Regions from separate parts of the Mus musculus genome. Here region 2 is linked to region 1. A link is a contact called in public HiChIP or PLAC-seq data. All regions are on one chromosome and are shown on one strand. The core of a region is the stretch at or near the end of the contact, and the rest is flanking DNA. Distances in the headings are between cores, read along the strand shown. Region 1 has its middle 7.0 kb from the start of Gip. Region 2 has its middle 8.6 kb from the start of Gm51916.

Region 1 (7,876 bases), core at 3,393-5,892:
ACTGACATATAATAAATAAATAAATCTTTAAAAAAAAAAATAAAAAAAAAAATAAAAAGAATTCTAATAATCATTTCTAGGAAGAGCAGAGTAAAATAGTGTACCTTCAATCCCAGCACTCAGGAGACAGAGGCAGGCACACTTCTGTGAGTTCGAGGCCAGCCTGGTCTACATAGCGAGTTCCAAGAGAGCCAGGGTTACGTAGAAAGAACTTATCTCAAAACAAATAATCAAACAATCAAAAAAATTATGAAATAGCTGGGCATGGTGGCACACACCTTTAGTCCCAGCACTCGGCAGGTGGATTTCTGAGTTTGAGGCCAGCCTGGTCTACAAAGTGAGTTTCAGGACAGCCAGGGCTACACAGAGAAACCCTGTCTTAAAAAAACAAAACAAGGGCTGGTGAGATGGCTCAGCAGGTAAGAGCACCCGATTGCTCTTCCAAAGGTCCTGAGTTCAAATCCCAGCAACCACATGGTGGCTCACAACCATCCGTAATGAGATCTGACTCCCTCTTCTGGTGTGTCTGAAGACAGCTACAGTGTACTTACATATAATAAATAAATAAATCTTTAAAAAAAAAACAAAACAAAAAAAGAAAGAAAGAAGTAGCATCCTACATTCCATATGGTTGTATAAAAGAATTTTGTAACCAATTGAATAATCAGGGGAAAAAAAAACAATTTTAAAACAAAAAGGGACATTTTTTAGCCAGGTAGTATGTGTACTCGAGATGCAGAAACAGAGGCAGAAAGATCCCTGCGAGTTCCTGGCCAACCTGGTCAACATATCTAGTTTCAGGACAACCAGGACTATATGGTAGGAAGAAGAAAGGAAGGAAAGAAGAGAAGGAAGAAGGGAGGGAGGGAGGAAAATAAAAGACACTTGAAAAGCAGGGCATGCTGCAATATCTGTAGACATATACAACTTAGCACGGACAGTGGAATGTCTCAAAGGTAGATACAACAGAAGCTTAAGTTCAATCCCCAGGACCCATATAGTGTAAAGAGAGAACCAATTTCTCTTTATTGTTGTTGTTGTTGTTGCTTTTCAAGACAGAGTTTCTCTGTGTAGTCCTGGCTGTCCTGGAACTCACTCTGTAGACCAGGCTGGCCTCGAACTCAGAAATCTGCCTGCCTCTGCCTCCCGAGTGCTGGGATTAAAGGCGTGCGCCACCACGCCCGGCTGAGAACCAATTTCTATAGCTACAAGCACCCACACACCCATCTGCACATGTGCACAGATCCACAATAAAGAAATGTAGCCGGGCATGGTGGCGTACGCCTTTAATCCCAGCACTTGGGAGGCAGAGGCAGGCGGATTTCTGAGTTCGAGGCCAGCCTGGTCTACAAAGTGAGCTCCAGGACAGCCAGGGCTACACAGAGAAACCCTGTCTAGAAAAACCAAAAAAAAAAAAAAAAAAAAAAAGTAATAAAGAGTTTTAATAAAATAATATTTAGTGCAACATGTGTCATAACAAAACTAGAAACCCCTAAAGTTGGGTATAACCACGCCACAGAACAGCCATGAGCAGCGGCCGTGTAGGAAGAGACATGCACCCTCGTGGCTGACTCCCACAGTGACCCAAAGCTCTGGAAGTGAGGAATTACACGCATTATGGTTCTAATTCTATAAGTGCAAGAATGCATAAAACTAAGCAGTAAATTGCTTAGCTATACATGCGGAGGAAGTGAAGCAAAGAAAGTAAGCGAGCACTAGACACCCAAGTGCAGAAGGTGTTTGATCCCTGCAGAGCCAATCAGGGCTGATCATGGAAAGACAAACGAGGTACTTCAAAAAAATATTGAGGTTGTGTGGCAGCTACGTACAGGTTTTTGTTTGTTTGTTTGTTTGTTTGTTTTCAGGAAACTAGGCACGGCTTATAAAGATCTATAATCTTTATCAATTATAGATCGTTCATAGTAGAACCCAGTGTCTGCATGCTTGCAATCTCAACACTTGGGAGGTGTCGGTAAGAGGAGGCTCAGGAATTCACATTCCTCCTCAGCTATCTAGTGGTAAGTCTGAAGGCAGCCTGGGCAACGGGAGACAGAGGGAGAAGGAGGGGCTGAAACTACAGCAATGGAGGGTGGCTGCAAACATGGAACTAGAAACTCTGATAATTCCCTTTAGGAATATTCCTCATTCACCTCCTTTCTCTTTATGAGTCTCTTTCCTTCCCTCTTTGGAGTTTTCAAGATGTCCAGACCGAAACCACTATAGTTTTACGGCCAACTATTAAAATGTCAAATGAATATTCAAATGAGCCATCCAAACATATGCTTATAAACCAAATCAGGAGTTGCTTAGGATCCTTTGCTGTCCCCAAGATGTGATGCTACCAGAATGTCTCCCATTAGCACCCAGAACAGAAGGTTAACTGCAACTCCCCCAGATCAATCCCGGATGTGGCCTGACTTTAGCTAACGGTCTGATTAATTATACATGTCTTCATAGTAAAATGAGATGATGTGCCCTGAGACTCTGAGCCGACAGTACAAATAACAGAGGAACAAGCGGCCAGATTCGCGTGTGGCTCCTATGTCCTGGACCCTGCAGGCAGACACATCTCTCCTCTCAAACCCTGAGCCTTTTATCTCATACACTGTAATCCTCTGGAGGCGAAGCCCCCAAATCTCCTTCATCGGTCCTGGGATTTCTTGCTGTGGGATCACATTCTACAACACACTGGAAACCACAGGGCAGCGTCCACATCACCTCCTCTTCACTGAGAGTATATTGTTTTCACCACACAGACCCTCTGTCAAATCTCCAGGAGCCCCGTGGTTTGAAAAAAAAAATTACCTATCTGAAAACCCCACTGATCGAGTAATAGCAAAGGAGTCTGTGGCCACACAGAACTTCTACTCCTGCAAAATCGCACCAAAAGCAAAGACATTGAATTTTGCCCAGAGGAGCCTGGTAAGGTAGCACACGCCTTTAATCCTGGCATTCAGGATGCAGAGACATGTGGATCTCTGTGAGTTCCAAGACACCCTGGTCTACATAGGGAGTTCCAGGACAGAAAGGGCTGTGAGAAAAAATGAATTTGCCTCTGCAGCCTTGCCGTGTAGGAGCGGACGCCTCAGTCCTGTGAACATCCTGGAGGTCACCTATGGCTTCCAGCATGCCTTTCTTCCCTCTGAGAGTCGGGTGGCTCTGGAGTAGGATTTTAAAACTGTAACTCAGAGACAGTTCTCCTGTTGTCGAATTTTCTGAGGAAGAGAATGCAAAAAACTTTCCAAAATATGGCAATTAACCGTGAAATGGGCTATGTGATTGTTTCTATTACAAATGTGCTCCACCACTGCCCAGGACACTTTTATGACAACAACAGCCACAAGCCACTGGGGGCAGGCAGGCAAGATGAGATGCAGCTTGGAGGGGAAGGGTGCTTGCTTCCAAGCCTGAAGGCCTAAGTTCAAACACCAGGACCCACACAATGGAAGGAAAACTCACTTGCAAAAGCTCTACTCAGACTTTCACACCCTGTGCTGTGTATGTGCCCCTCCCCCCACAATCAAATACATGAAAATTTAAAATGTAGCTCGGTGTGGTGGCACACACCTTTAACCCCAACGTTCAGGAGGCAGAGGCAGGTGGGTCTCTGAGTTCGAGGCCATCCTGGCCTACAGAGTGAGTTCCAGGACAGCCAGAGTTACAGAGAGAAACCCTGTCTCGAGGAAAAACAAACAAACAACAACAACCACAAAACCAATAATGCTAAGCATGGAGATGCATGCCTTTAATCCCAGCACTCAAGAAGCAGAGGTAGACAGAACTCTGGGAGTTCCAGGTCAACCTGGTTTACAAAGCCAAGAGAATTGCAAAGTGAGACAGGGTCTCAAAATTAAATTAAATAAACTCTCTCTCTCTCTCTCTCTTTCTCTCTCTCTCTGTGTGTGTGTGTGTGTGTGTGTGTGTGTGTGTGTGTGTGTGTGTGTATGTGTGTATACTGCCCACAGACGTCAGAAGAGTTTTTCAGATCCCCCACCCCCACCCCACCCCCAAGCTAGAGGCAATCTGTGAGCTCCTGGGCAGTGGGTTTTGTTGTTGAGTGGTTGTTTTTGTTGTTGTTTTGGGTTTTGTTTTTGCTTGTTTGGCTGTATTTTTGAGAGAATATCTCATATAGTCCGGGGTTAGCCTCACAATTCACTACCTAGCTAAAAATGACCTCTGACTCAGGTTTATAGTGCCAGGATAGAACTATAAAGCACCCAGGTTATATAGTGCTAATGAGCAGGGCTTCATTCACACTAGACAGGCAGGCTATCACAGAGCCACATCCCCAGATGGAATAGCTAAGCTGATTCCTGTACCCAACGGGCCGCACCGCAGAAGGCTGTAGGTAGTCCATTCTGTTTTGAAGAGCCAACTGAGTTGGACAATGGGGTAGGGAAATGTGTTAGCGATTGTGCCCTAGGCAACTGGGGAGTAACCGGGGGAGGAGGTCCTTCTGGGAATCCAGGTAAGCAGAGGCATTGTGTCACCTCTGGTCCCCTGCGCTGCAGGAAGTGTAAGGGATCAGAGAGGGACGTGGCTTTCTGAGTCAGCCTCAGAGTTTGGAGAGAAGAGAACTTCAAAAGCAGAGGCCAAGGCAGGGAAGGCCTGTTCTGAGTCAGCCTGTCACTGAGGCACGCTGGGCCTGGAATGTCTGCAGTGTCTGCAGGGGGAGGTGGTGGTGGTGAGTCACCGGTGGGGGCTGGAAGAGTCTGCAAAAGCCCTGAGAGAAAACTCCTGTTTTCTCCTGAGAGAAAGCTCCTGCCCCAACTCAGAATCCAGGAAAGGCCGAGAGGTGAGAGCCTGCTTCGTGCCACAGTACACAACACCCCACCCCACCCCTCTGTGAGAGAGAGAGAGAGAGAGAGAGAGAGAGAGAGAGAGAGAGAGAGAGAGAGAGATTCGCACTGTAGCCCAGGCTAGCCTGGAACTCACTTTATGTATAGGCTAGCCTGAAACATGGAGTAGTTCTTCTACTTCAGCCTTGCAAGTATTACAGGCACGGCCCACCACACCAGCTTCTCTCTACCTTATCTTAAACCTTTAATTTTCAGGGTCCCCTAATATCTCCATCTGCCTAAGTTTAGGGCCAATTAGGGTGTCCTTGAGACTCACATTGCCTACATCATTTGACCCCTCACAACCAAAACTTTTCTTTAGTGAAATAGGCGGGAGGGGACTCTGCTCCCTTCTGACATCCCCCCACCCACCCACACACACAAACACACACATACACACAAACACACAAACACACACATACACACACCTGAAGCCACACAGGATCTAAGCATCAGAGCTCTGCTCCTTTTGGTGTGGTCTGGAATACTGAGCTGCCGCTTGGGTTTATTGAATTATTTTGATCAAGTCGTCCAGCAGGCCTGTGCTAAAGGTTCAAGTGGTAAAGTGTGAACTTAGTTAACATTTGCAAAGTAAGGGGTTTGATCCCCACCCGCAACAATTAAAAGGAAACAATTCTAGCCGGGCAGTTGGAATTAAAGCCATGCCTTTAATCTCAGCACTTGGGAGGCAGAGGCAGGCAGATCTCTGAGTTCTAGGTCCAGCCTGGTCTACAGCGTGAGTTCCAGGACAGCCAGGGCTATACAGAGAAACCCTGTCTCGAACACCCCCCCTCAAAACAAAACAAAACAAAACAAAACAAAACAAAACAAAAGGAAACAATTGGACCATTCCTTTGAAACCTCCAGACACTTCCCAGAATCAGTTTCTCCGCTTTCCTGCCTCCCAAGAGGGGCTTTGGGGACTCATGGGGTGTATGGATTTTCTCTGGTCTTTACTGGCCCTCTCCTCTTGGTTGACCCCAGCCCATGACCTGCCCTTTCCAGAGCCCAGGACACCTCCTCTTTGATTTGCCCATTTCAGGAACATGGGTAGACTTTTGATGGTGTCACATGCCTGCAGTCCCAGCACTGGGGAGACTGAGGTAGGAGGACCAGATGTTTGAAGCCATCTTGAACTACAAAACAAAACTCTCTCCCCAAAACCAAACAAGCCGGGTGCTAGTTCCTGTAATTGCAGCATGAAGGGAAGCCGAGGCAGGAGGATTTCTGTGGGTTAGAGCTGGCCAGCCTAGGCTACATAGTGAGTTTCAGGAGAACCTAGGCTACAGAGTAAGACCCTTTCTCAAACAAAACAAAAACAAATAAACAAAAAGAAAAACGAAGCAAAAAACTGGGTATGGTAGTGCACACCTATAATCCAAACACTTGGGAGGTAGCAGCAGAGAATCAGAAAGTCAAAGCCATTTTTAGTTATACAGCCAAGTTAGTTAGTTTGGGGCCAACCTGGGCTATCTGAGACTTTCTCTCAAACAAACAACGGTTTCCAGGTAGTGGTGGCGCACACCTTTAATCAAAAACAGGGGCTAGAGAGATGGCTCAGTGGTTAAGAGCACTGGCTGCTCTTCCGGAGGTCCTGAATTCAATTCCCAGCAATCACATGGTGGCTCACAAACCATCTGTAATGGGATCTGATGCCCTCTTCTGTTGTGCATGAAAACAGCTACATTGAGAGGCAGAGGTAGGGGGATTTCTGAGTTTGAGGCCAGCCTGGTCTACAAAGTAAGTTCCAGGATAGCCAGGACTGCACAGAGAAACCCTGTCTCAAAAAACCAAAGAAAGAAAGGAAGAAAGGAAGAAAGAAAGAGAGAGAGAGAGAGAGAGAGAAGAAAGAAAACAGCTACAGTGTAATATAAATAAAATAAATAAATCTTTAAAAAACAAAACAAACAAACAAAAACATCAAGGGGCCACCGGGAGATGGTTGCAAAGCTGGCAGAAAGGGAGCGAAGGCTCCATCTCGGATCACAGAGGACTCAGTGGCTCTCATGGTCTTGAAGACTTACCACAGAGCCTTCCTTGACTTTGCCTTGGCATCCGATTCTGGGGTCCAGAGAATGGTATCTCCCATTTTGGGGTACCCTCCACCTCCAGACAGGAGTGCTCAGGCTTTGATACAAACTCCACAAGGCATTAACTGTGTTAGTCAGCAGCGTGCAAGATCTCAAGCAGTCCCTGACTCTCCTCTAGAAGCTAAATCTGCCCTGACAGCGAATCTCAGACCCTCTGGTAGCTGGGAGATGCAAGGCAGAGCTTGCTCCCAGGGAAGAAGGTTGTCTAGATGTTGAGTGATGGCTGAGTAGGCAGGGTAGGTTTCCAGGAAGCAGAAGGGAGCAGTCTTTCCAGTCCAGCGACCTCTCATCCCACAAGGACACTTAACTCCAGATGAGATCTTCCACTGAGGCTGCCAGAGTAACAAAGTGACCTCCATTAGGCCCTGGGGCGATAAGCAGGACTTGAGTTTACTGGGTTAAGGGTTCCAACAGCCAGGATTCATGAAGAAAGGAAGTAAGGGCCCAAGAAAAAAGGCCCCCTGGACTGCCAAAGATGGAGTCTGAACCCTGTGGTCAAAGCCGTGTCTAAATGGAAAGGCAAATAAAGCTTTTTTTTGTTTTGTTTTTTGTTTTTTGTTTTTTGTTTTTCGTGACAGGGTTTCTCTCTGTAGCCCTGGCTGTCCTGGAGCTCACTTTGTAGACCAGGCGGGTCTCGAACTCAGAAATCCGCCTGCCTCTGCCTCCAGAGTGCTGGGATTATGGGATTAAAGGCGAGCGCCACCACGCCCGGTTCAAATATAGCTTTTAAGGGTCTCTGGACTGAGGGGGAGGCAGCCTTGAACCCCAGGAAACCTCACTATGCTGAGAGGACTTGGTCCAAATGTCATTGCTCCTCCTAAAGAGCCTTCAGACTGGTAAGGGATATGGACCCTGACTCAGCTCGGAAGGATGAAGTGACCTCCAGAGGGCCTGTGACTAAAGAGGACATGACAGGATCACAGGCTGTGGTTTGAGGAGGGGCTTGGG
Region 2 (7,876 bases), core at 3,090-5,589, 980 kb after region 1:
GCTGGAAGGAGGGCTGGCCTCCCTCCCTCCCTCCTTCCCCTCCTTCTGAACCTCCAGTTCTGTTTCTGCAGAGCTCTTCCTTGAAGAAGCGTCTCTCAACTTAAACACTGGCTCCAGGAGGCTTCTGGGCCCTGGGGGTGAAAGGATGCCACGGGGAATGGGTGGCCTGGAATCTCTGCCATGTCTTCTTGCCACAGATGCTCAGCCTTCCGGAACCTAGGGGAAGGGGCTCTGTCATGACCCGTCCAGGGTCACGATGGACAGGAATCCACCGGGTGCCAGAGGCCCTAAATGCATGACAAATCTATGATGACCCTGCATGCCACCTCCCACCCCACTGACCCCTTGTTCTATAACCCCCACCTCTGCCTTCTTCCTCCTCATTCTTAGATCCAGGGCAGGCCCGGGAGCTCTCCAAGGTGTGGTTCTTGGACCACTGGCCCCCTGCCTCACCGGAAAATGGAAGGGAGATGCTTGCTCCATTAGGTTACATGCAGATTCCTACTGAATCAAGAGGGACTTGGGAACTCAGGTTTGATGAGCGCCTCGGTGAATACTGGTATAATTAAGCCAAGAGGGCTGGTTGTCCTAGATAAAGGTTACCATGCTTACTCTCCACCCAGGGCACTGCTCAGTGTCTAGGACACAGTAGGTACTTATTAAATATCCTTTTAAAAAGGATTTAACTGATTTTTTTTTTCCGAGACAGGGTTTCTCTGTATAGCCCTGGCTGTCCTGGAGCTCACTTTGTAGACCAGGCTGGCCTCGAACTCAGAAATCCACCTGCCTCTGCCTCCCAAGTGATGGGATCAAAGGCATGCGCCACCATGCCCTGCAGATTTAACTGATTTTTATTCATGTTTATGTGTGCCTGTGTGTGCATGCATACCCGAGGCTACCCTAGAAGGCCGGAAGAGGACACTGGGTCCCATGGAGCCGGAGTTATGTAGGTCCTGGGAACACAATTTGGGATCTCTGTGAGAAGAAATGAATGCTCTTGACTGTTGAGCCATCTCTCCAGCCCCTGGCTTAGGCTTTTAGAAACAAGGTCTTACAATATAATTCAAAGCTTCAAAGACATGCGCCTGCTGCCTCAGCCTCCCTGGCGCAGTTAAATGCACTTCTAGGCAGTGTCCAGTCTGTCCATCCATACACTCTGGCTTTTCTAAGAACCTCCGAATCTACCAGATATTCCCAAGTTCCCGCTTCCTGATCATGTGTGTGTGTCAGAATGTGCCAGCCCTGACCTCAGTGTCACTTGTCTGTCAACAGAAGATGGTATCCATAGAAACACTCCCGTGGCAGAGATTTGAGGTGCTAGGTCAGGCAAAAAACCAAAGGGGGTACACTCAGTAAAACAGGCAGGACTCCTCAGACCCTTACAGAGCCCATGAAGAACCACCTCCTTTACCCATCCTCGGGGGGAAAATGGGGTGCAGAGGTCCTATGCTGGAGACCAGAGCCAGGGGAGGTAAAAATCTTCAAGGACTACTGAAGCTTTGTGCAAGAAGAGTCAAAGTTGAACAAGGTCAAAGGGCAAGAGGGCACAGCTATTGCAGAGCTCAGGCCCTGGGCTTTGATTTTTCCAAAGGGCCAGGCATCCCAGCCGGGACCTCATAGCCAAGCTGCTTTTCCCTCCAAGTTCCCTTGAATGTTGGATGGAAGAAAGGGAAAAAGGGAGCTTTTCCTTGAGAAGTTCCCGTAGCTCAGAGCCACTTAGGGTTATGCGTTTTGTTTGCATTGCATTTACATTAATTTGCTTGGGCTGGACTCACACATGTAAATGAATATAAAGTGGTGGATTTAGGTAGAGAGTCTCCCTGAGGCAAAGACAGAGAAGTTGTGGAGGCGGGAAAACCCTGGGAGATGCCTGCAACTGGAGTGGGTAGGTCCTCAGTGTCTGAAGCAGAAAGGGCACCGGGCAGACAGCATCAGGAGACCCAGTACTTTAGGCCCCAGGAAGCCCCAGGGTCAGAGCTGGGAAGCAAAGGACCTAAGTACTCTGGGGGTGGTGTAGGAGGACGAACAGGATTCTCAGGTCCCATGGGACAGCAGGGAGCCTGGGAGCCAAGCCCAGGAATGCACTTACATGGCAGAGGGCAAATGCTTGCCCTGAGGCCCTGAAGAGGGATGGAGGAGGCAGCCGGCTAGGAGAGGAGGAGGAGGAGGTGGAGGACGAGGAGGTAGGTGAAGGAGGAGGAGGAGGAGGAGGAGGCAGATGTCAGGACAGAGTTCCCTGAAGAGGACAGAATCACTCCTGGCCAGGAAAGAAAGATGGCAAAAAACTGCCCCTTTAGCAGCAGGGCTTTAACAATGGCAGAAGCCTGAGAGGGGAGGTTGGGAGGAAAGCTGAAGAAACTGTCTGGGTCAGGGATGGACCTGGGAGAGCAGAAAGGCACGTCGTTGGATGCTTTGCCTGCGGAATGGCTCCTGTGGAACTTGCTTAGAGCCGTGGGAGAAGAGAGTCCTCAACCTGGAAGAAAAGCCCTGACCTGGCGATAGAGACACAGTCCTACCCTGGTGGGAACTCTTTGCTCTCTGAGGCCTCTAGTATTTGCAGAAGGCATAACCTGCATCTTTGAGAGGGTCAGAGTCGAATGGGAAAGACAGGTCTGCCTCCAGCTGGGTCACAGGGGGGCCGTGTAATGTCGCCAGTAAGTTAGGTGTTCCAAGGCAAGCACTGAAAACTAGGGAGCCTTTTACACAGAGGGGACTTGATACACAGGAATGACCAGAATCCAGAGGGGTAGCCAGAGGAGGCTTCCAGGAGACAGTCGGTCGGAACACAGAAACAAACAAAAGATTTTTATTTCTGCATTGTGAGTGTTTTGCTTCCGTGTATGTTTTGTGCACCACGTGTGTTTCTGGTCCCCAAATATGCCAGAAAAAGTTGTTGGGTCCCCTAGAACTGGAGTCGCAGTCAGTCATGAGCTATCACATGCGCACTGAGGCTCAGCCCCTGGTCTACTGGAAGAGCAGCCGGTGTTCTTATCCACCGAGCCATCTGTAAGTCCGGCTGGCCAAAAAAATATGCAGTGATTCTCCTGCCTCAGTCTCCAGAGAGCTTCAATTACAGGTTGAGTCACCATACCCTCCTTGAACACGGTTCTGAAGATAAAGACAGGACTAGGGAGGTGAGGGGGTTCACCCTCTGTAGTGCAGAGGGTAATGTGGGGCCATAGGCTCCAGGGGCCTCCCAGCAGCAATGCTGGAGGGGGGTGATACAGGAGAGGATCCCACATAGGAACCGCCCCCCACCCCCTTCAGAGATGACCACTTGGCATTCAGAGAAATGGGCTCAGAGAAGAAAGACAATGCTCGCTCAAGATCACCTAGCAGCTAACCACAAAGCGGAAGCCAGAAACCAGACTTCAAGACTCCTGGGTGCTCTACCCTCTCCAGCTGGCATATGCTTTGATAGCCTAACCTAGGGCTGTTGTCAGAAGGTTCCAGAAGCCTGTCATCCTCAGAGTGGGCTGTTAGAGCAGGGGAAAGTACCTTAATCTCTTCAGGCCTCTTTTTCCCCATCTGTACTTTGGGCTTTCATCTAAAGAGGGGAAGTCCTTCTCTGGGGGGCATGACGCTGACAGGGTTTGCAGGGTTTTGGTAGGTAGGTAGGGATGGATGGATTGATGGACAACGGGGAGGCAAGCAGGGACCAGGGAGGAAAGGGATTTTCTCCCAAAAGAGCTTGATTTGAGAATTAAGGGTGAGAGAAAAAGAGAAGGTAGATTTGCATGTGATTTACATGTCAATTGTGTGAATTCCAGGCCACGTGTTCTCTGGAATCTCCCTGGCTCCTGCTCCCTTGGCTGTGGTTTCCCCACCTGCTCGAGAGCCTCTTGGCTGCCCCTTGTGTGGCCATAGCTGGGGAAAGTGGGTTCATCAATTGGCCACTGGCTTCCCCAATACCAACCAAATTTCCTTAGATCCTTCCTAAGGCCTGGTCCGCAGCCTTCCTCACTTCCCAGCGTGGCTCCCAGGAGGTCCCCCTTAGGCTTGGTGGAAGACTCGGGGACTGGCTCAGGCTAGCCCGGTGCTCAGCACTCCGAGGCCTCTTGCCTCTCTGCCTTTCCCTACGGAGACCCCCGGGAAGAGCAACTCAGCAGGAGCCCCGCGGGGCCTTGCCCTGGCCGCTGCCCTCCAGGGCGGGTGAGAGTGGACCCTGAACCCCAACTCGCCGCGCCCTCTGCAAGGCCGGGGTGTTCGGCTGCAGTGGGCCGGCGAAGAGCTGTCCCCTCCCACTGGAGCCAAATAATTGCCTCCTGCTTTGTTGTGTGGTGTCTGGGGCCCGGGGCCTCTCATTTGTGGGGACGTGCTGTGGCGAGAGCCTCCCTGCGTAATTACCCTCCTCCCCATCGCCGCCGCCGCCGCCACTGAGCCTCCTGCGTCCGCTGGGCCTTACTCACCCCCGCCTGGCCGGCCTGCTGCTCCCCCGCGGCCCAGACGCAGGCAACTCCCTCCCGGTCCAAGCTGTCCTTTCCCGGCAGAGAACGTTTCTGCTTCTCTCCCCCCATCCCCCTTCTCCATACAACCAACACACACACACACACACACACACACACACACACACGTCTGGGGAAAAGCAGGGCAGGACAGGGTATTTCTAATCTGAATGCAACAGTCCCTCTTGGGCCTTCACTGGGGCTGACTGAGAAACTGGGTCCAGGGCACGCGCCTCGCTTTGCGCAACATCTGGACAGCTGCACCTGTCGGGGCCTGTCCCCAGTTAAGGCTGGAGCTCCTTACGACCCTGATACCTAAAAGAACACACCCTAGCCAAACTCCTGCCACCGCCCCCCCCCCCGCGCCCCTTTCCCTTTCCCTTTATCCCAGCCACTTGTTTGGTATAAAGGAAAGAGAGGCAAAAAGGAGAAAGAGTGCCCGTGAACACACTCGTGCCTCCAGGAAAATAAAAAAGCTGAGGGGCTGCGGAAAACAAAACAAAACAAAACAAAACAAAAAAAAACTCCCCCAACAAAGAAAAGGTCAAGCAAGGAGGCAAAGGGGGGAATTACAAATTTAGGCACAGAGCAGAGAGATGCAGACGTGCTACTTCTCAAGAAATAGATCGACAGAACAACTCCTGTTCTTGGAATGTTTGATTAAATATTGAGTCTACTTGGCGACTGGACCAATGACATTGAATGGGGGGGGGGGACGACAGCAAGAAGTACCAGGCTGAGCAAAACCATTGTTTGTTTGTTTGTTTGTTAGAGGGTCTCACTATGTGGCCCTGGCTGACCTAGAACTCACAGAACTCTGCCTACCCCTGCTTCCTAAATGTTGGGAATAAAGGTGTGCACCTCCATGACCCATCTAGCCAGCACTCTTTTATTGATTGATTGATTGTATATGAGTACACTGTAGTTGTACAAATGGTTGTAAGCCACCATGTGGTTGCTGGGATTTGAACTCAGGACCTTCGGAAGAGCAGTCAGTACTCTTATCCACTAAGCCATCTCACCAGCCTTAGCCAGCACCCTTAAATGATGAAGAGACAGTTGCAAATCACAATAGGGCTGGGGCATGGAAGTGGGGAGCTGTCCGTCTCTTCTGGGACCAGAACAACCATAAACCATCAGTAAGACAGATGTAGGACCAATGTCTGCAAGCACTTTCCGAGTGCAGAAACCGTTCACTCATCCACAAAGTATTTATGAGCACCGAGCCATGGACCAGACTCACTTGGTGCTTGCTTGAGTACTGAAGAGGGCTGTGGACTCCCGTAGGAGGATGCTCACCCAAGGAGTGACCCCTCTGTTCAATGTGTTACAGATGATAGATTCAGGGAGTTAGAATTTGTCAGGAAACTGTGGAAGGTTCCATTCAGTCAGTGAAGATAAACTTAGTACAGAGGGGGCCGGGGAGTTCAGACCCTGAAAGGGATGACCCTTCCTGAGGTGACACAGGGTGTCCATGTCTGGAATAGCTGTGAGTTCTGAGGTGACAGATAGGAGAAAAAGAAAAGCAGATATTTTAAATATTTGATATCTGGAGCAGGTGCCTGCAGCCCATCCCTGCATGGGAATTAGGGTTCCTTTGCAGTGGAAGCAAGCTGAGGACCCCTGAGGGTGTCCCCACTCCCTTGGCTTCCAGGCTGGCTGGTCTATAGCACCCTGGGATTTTGACTTCAATTCCTCCTTGGACTTTTCCACACCCAGGTTATCAGGAAGTCTAGCTCAAAGCTACCTCCCTCAGTGCAGGGGAGGAAAGCCGTGCCCCTATCCTTTTCCTGGGTGGGGGAGAGACAAGCAGGGATGTCATTACATGAGGTGGGGACATGTGGATCCTTTGCAAACACCCCTGCACCTGTCCCAGCATCCTCTTTTAGACCCTGGGGCAGAAGTGGAAGATGAAAGGGACAGAGCTGACAATGGAATGGCAGAAGAGGGTGACACCCAGACTGGACTGAGTGAGGATTTGGGGAGCAGATAGAGGAGGCGGGGCCGAGGAGAGCTGGACTCCCTTTAACATCAAACCACCCATTGGCTTTCCCCAAAGTAGGAGAGAGAGTGTGACCACGCTGAGTATTGAGTGTAGACTACAATACAATGAGACAGACTTCTGTATCCCATTCAACAGTGAACAACCTCACCTTCCCCACGCATGAGGCCGGAGGTTTGATCTCCAACATAAAGTAGGCATGGTGGTCCAAGCCTATAACCCCAACACCGAGGCCATAGAGGCAAGAGGACCAAAGGTGCTTGGTCATCCTCAGCTATGTAGAGGGTGAGGCCGGTGTGGGCTACATGACATCCTGTGTGTGTGTTGGGGGGGGTGCTTGGGGAGAGATAAAAGATACCTCAGTGGCTAAAAGCCCTTGGCTGTTGTTATTACCGAGGGTCCCAACATCCCCATGGCCCTCACAACCATCTGCAACTCTGGTTACAAGAGATTCAACAGTGTGTCCTGGACCTGGTGGGCATCAAGCAGGCACATGGTTCATTCATATGCAAGCACGCAGGCAAAACCCTCTCACACATAATTCTTTTAAAAAGGTTTTTTTTGAGACAGGGTTTCTCTGTGTAGCTTTAGCTGTCCTGGTACTCACTCTGTAGACCAGGCTGGCCTCAAACTCAGAAATCTGCCTGCCTCTACCTCCCAAGTGCTGGGATTAAAGGCGTGCACCACCACTGCCCAAGCCTTTAAAGAATCATAATACAGTCTTGGCTCTACTTATAAATGTCTTTTGATGTAAATGTCTGTGGACCTATGGTATGTACAGAAAAGTTATCACATCTGTGTGACTGCTAAGTCATAAGTGTGAAGGGGCTTGGGGAATAGCTTTGTGGTAGACTGTGTGTTCAGCATGCTCTGAGCACTGGGTTCCACTCCCCTACCAAACACACACACACACACACACCAGAGGTTTTCACAAAATGGACACACCCAGATAGTAACCCCCACTCAACTCCATTACCAAAGCCTCCTAGCATCGTGCTGGCCCCTCAGGTTACTTAAGCCCCCAAGAAGAAGGAGCCTGTATTCTGACTTCAAAGGGTATAGATTAGGGGTGGCTTCTTTACTACTTTTGATCTTTCTATAACTGGAATCCAGCACATGCTCACTCCTTCTATCTGGCATCCTTCACGGTTGTGAGGTACATCCCCGTGCTTGACCTAGGAGCTCAAGATAACCTCACCGCACACACCCCCAGAGTCTCAGACTCCCCTGATGTTCCCCCTTTTCAGGGCTTGGAGTGAGGCCTCCCAGATCCCAAAGAGAGTGAACACAGGATATCTGGAATTCCTGGGGCGCCTATCCAAACTGAGATCTGGGAACTGAAGGTCCCAGACCACACCCCTCCAAAGGGACTCCAGAGGAAGTCCCCGACCTGGGCGGGGTTAATTAGATGGCGCTTTGAGATCTCAGG

What was found. HiChIP or PLAC-seq counts read pairs in DNA pulled down with a chosen protein or histone mark.
Region 2: an H3K27ac HiChIP or PLAC-seq map of embryonic stem cells shows a contact between it and region 1, with 2.6 times the contacts expected there. The contact joins two enhancer-like sites. A contact is called at or near these places in 2 of 39 promoter capture datasets (hippocampal neurons and liver) and 2 of 115 datasets of contacts at active chromatin or transcription factors (embryonic forebrain and embryonic stem cells).

Annotation. Positions count from the first base shown.
Region 1 is chr11:96,013,624-96,021,499 of GRCm38.p6, forward strand. No RefSeq gene overlaps it. Among named protein-coding and RNA genes, the nearest start is that of Gip, 7.0 kb to the right of the region's middle. Within about 2 kb of position 4,643, at least 89 of the 459 cell types and tissues checked have an H3K27ac peak or open chromatin away from gene starts, as enhancers often do. A contact at or near this core is called in embryonic stem cells, where this site is marked.
Region 2 is chr11:96,993,187-97,001,062 of GRCm38.p6, forward strand. No RefSeq gene overlaps it. Among named protein-coding and RNA genes, the nearest start is that of Gm51916, 8.6 kb to the left of the region's middle. Within about 2 kb of position 4,340, at least 139 of the 459 cell types and tissues checked have an H3K27ac peak or open chromatin away from gene starts, as enhancers often do. A contact at or near this core is called in embryonic stem cells, where this site is marked.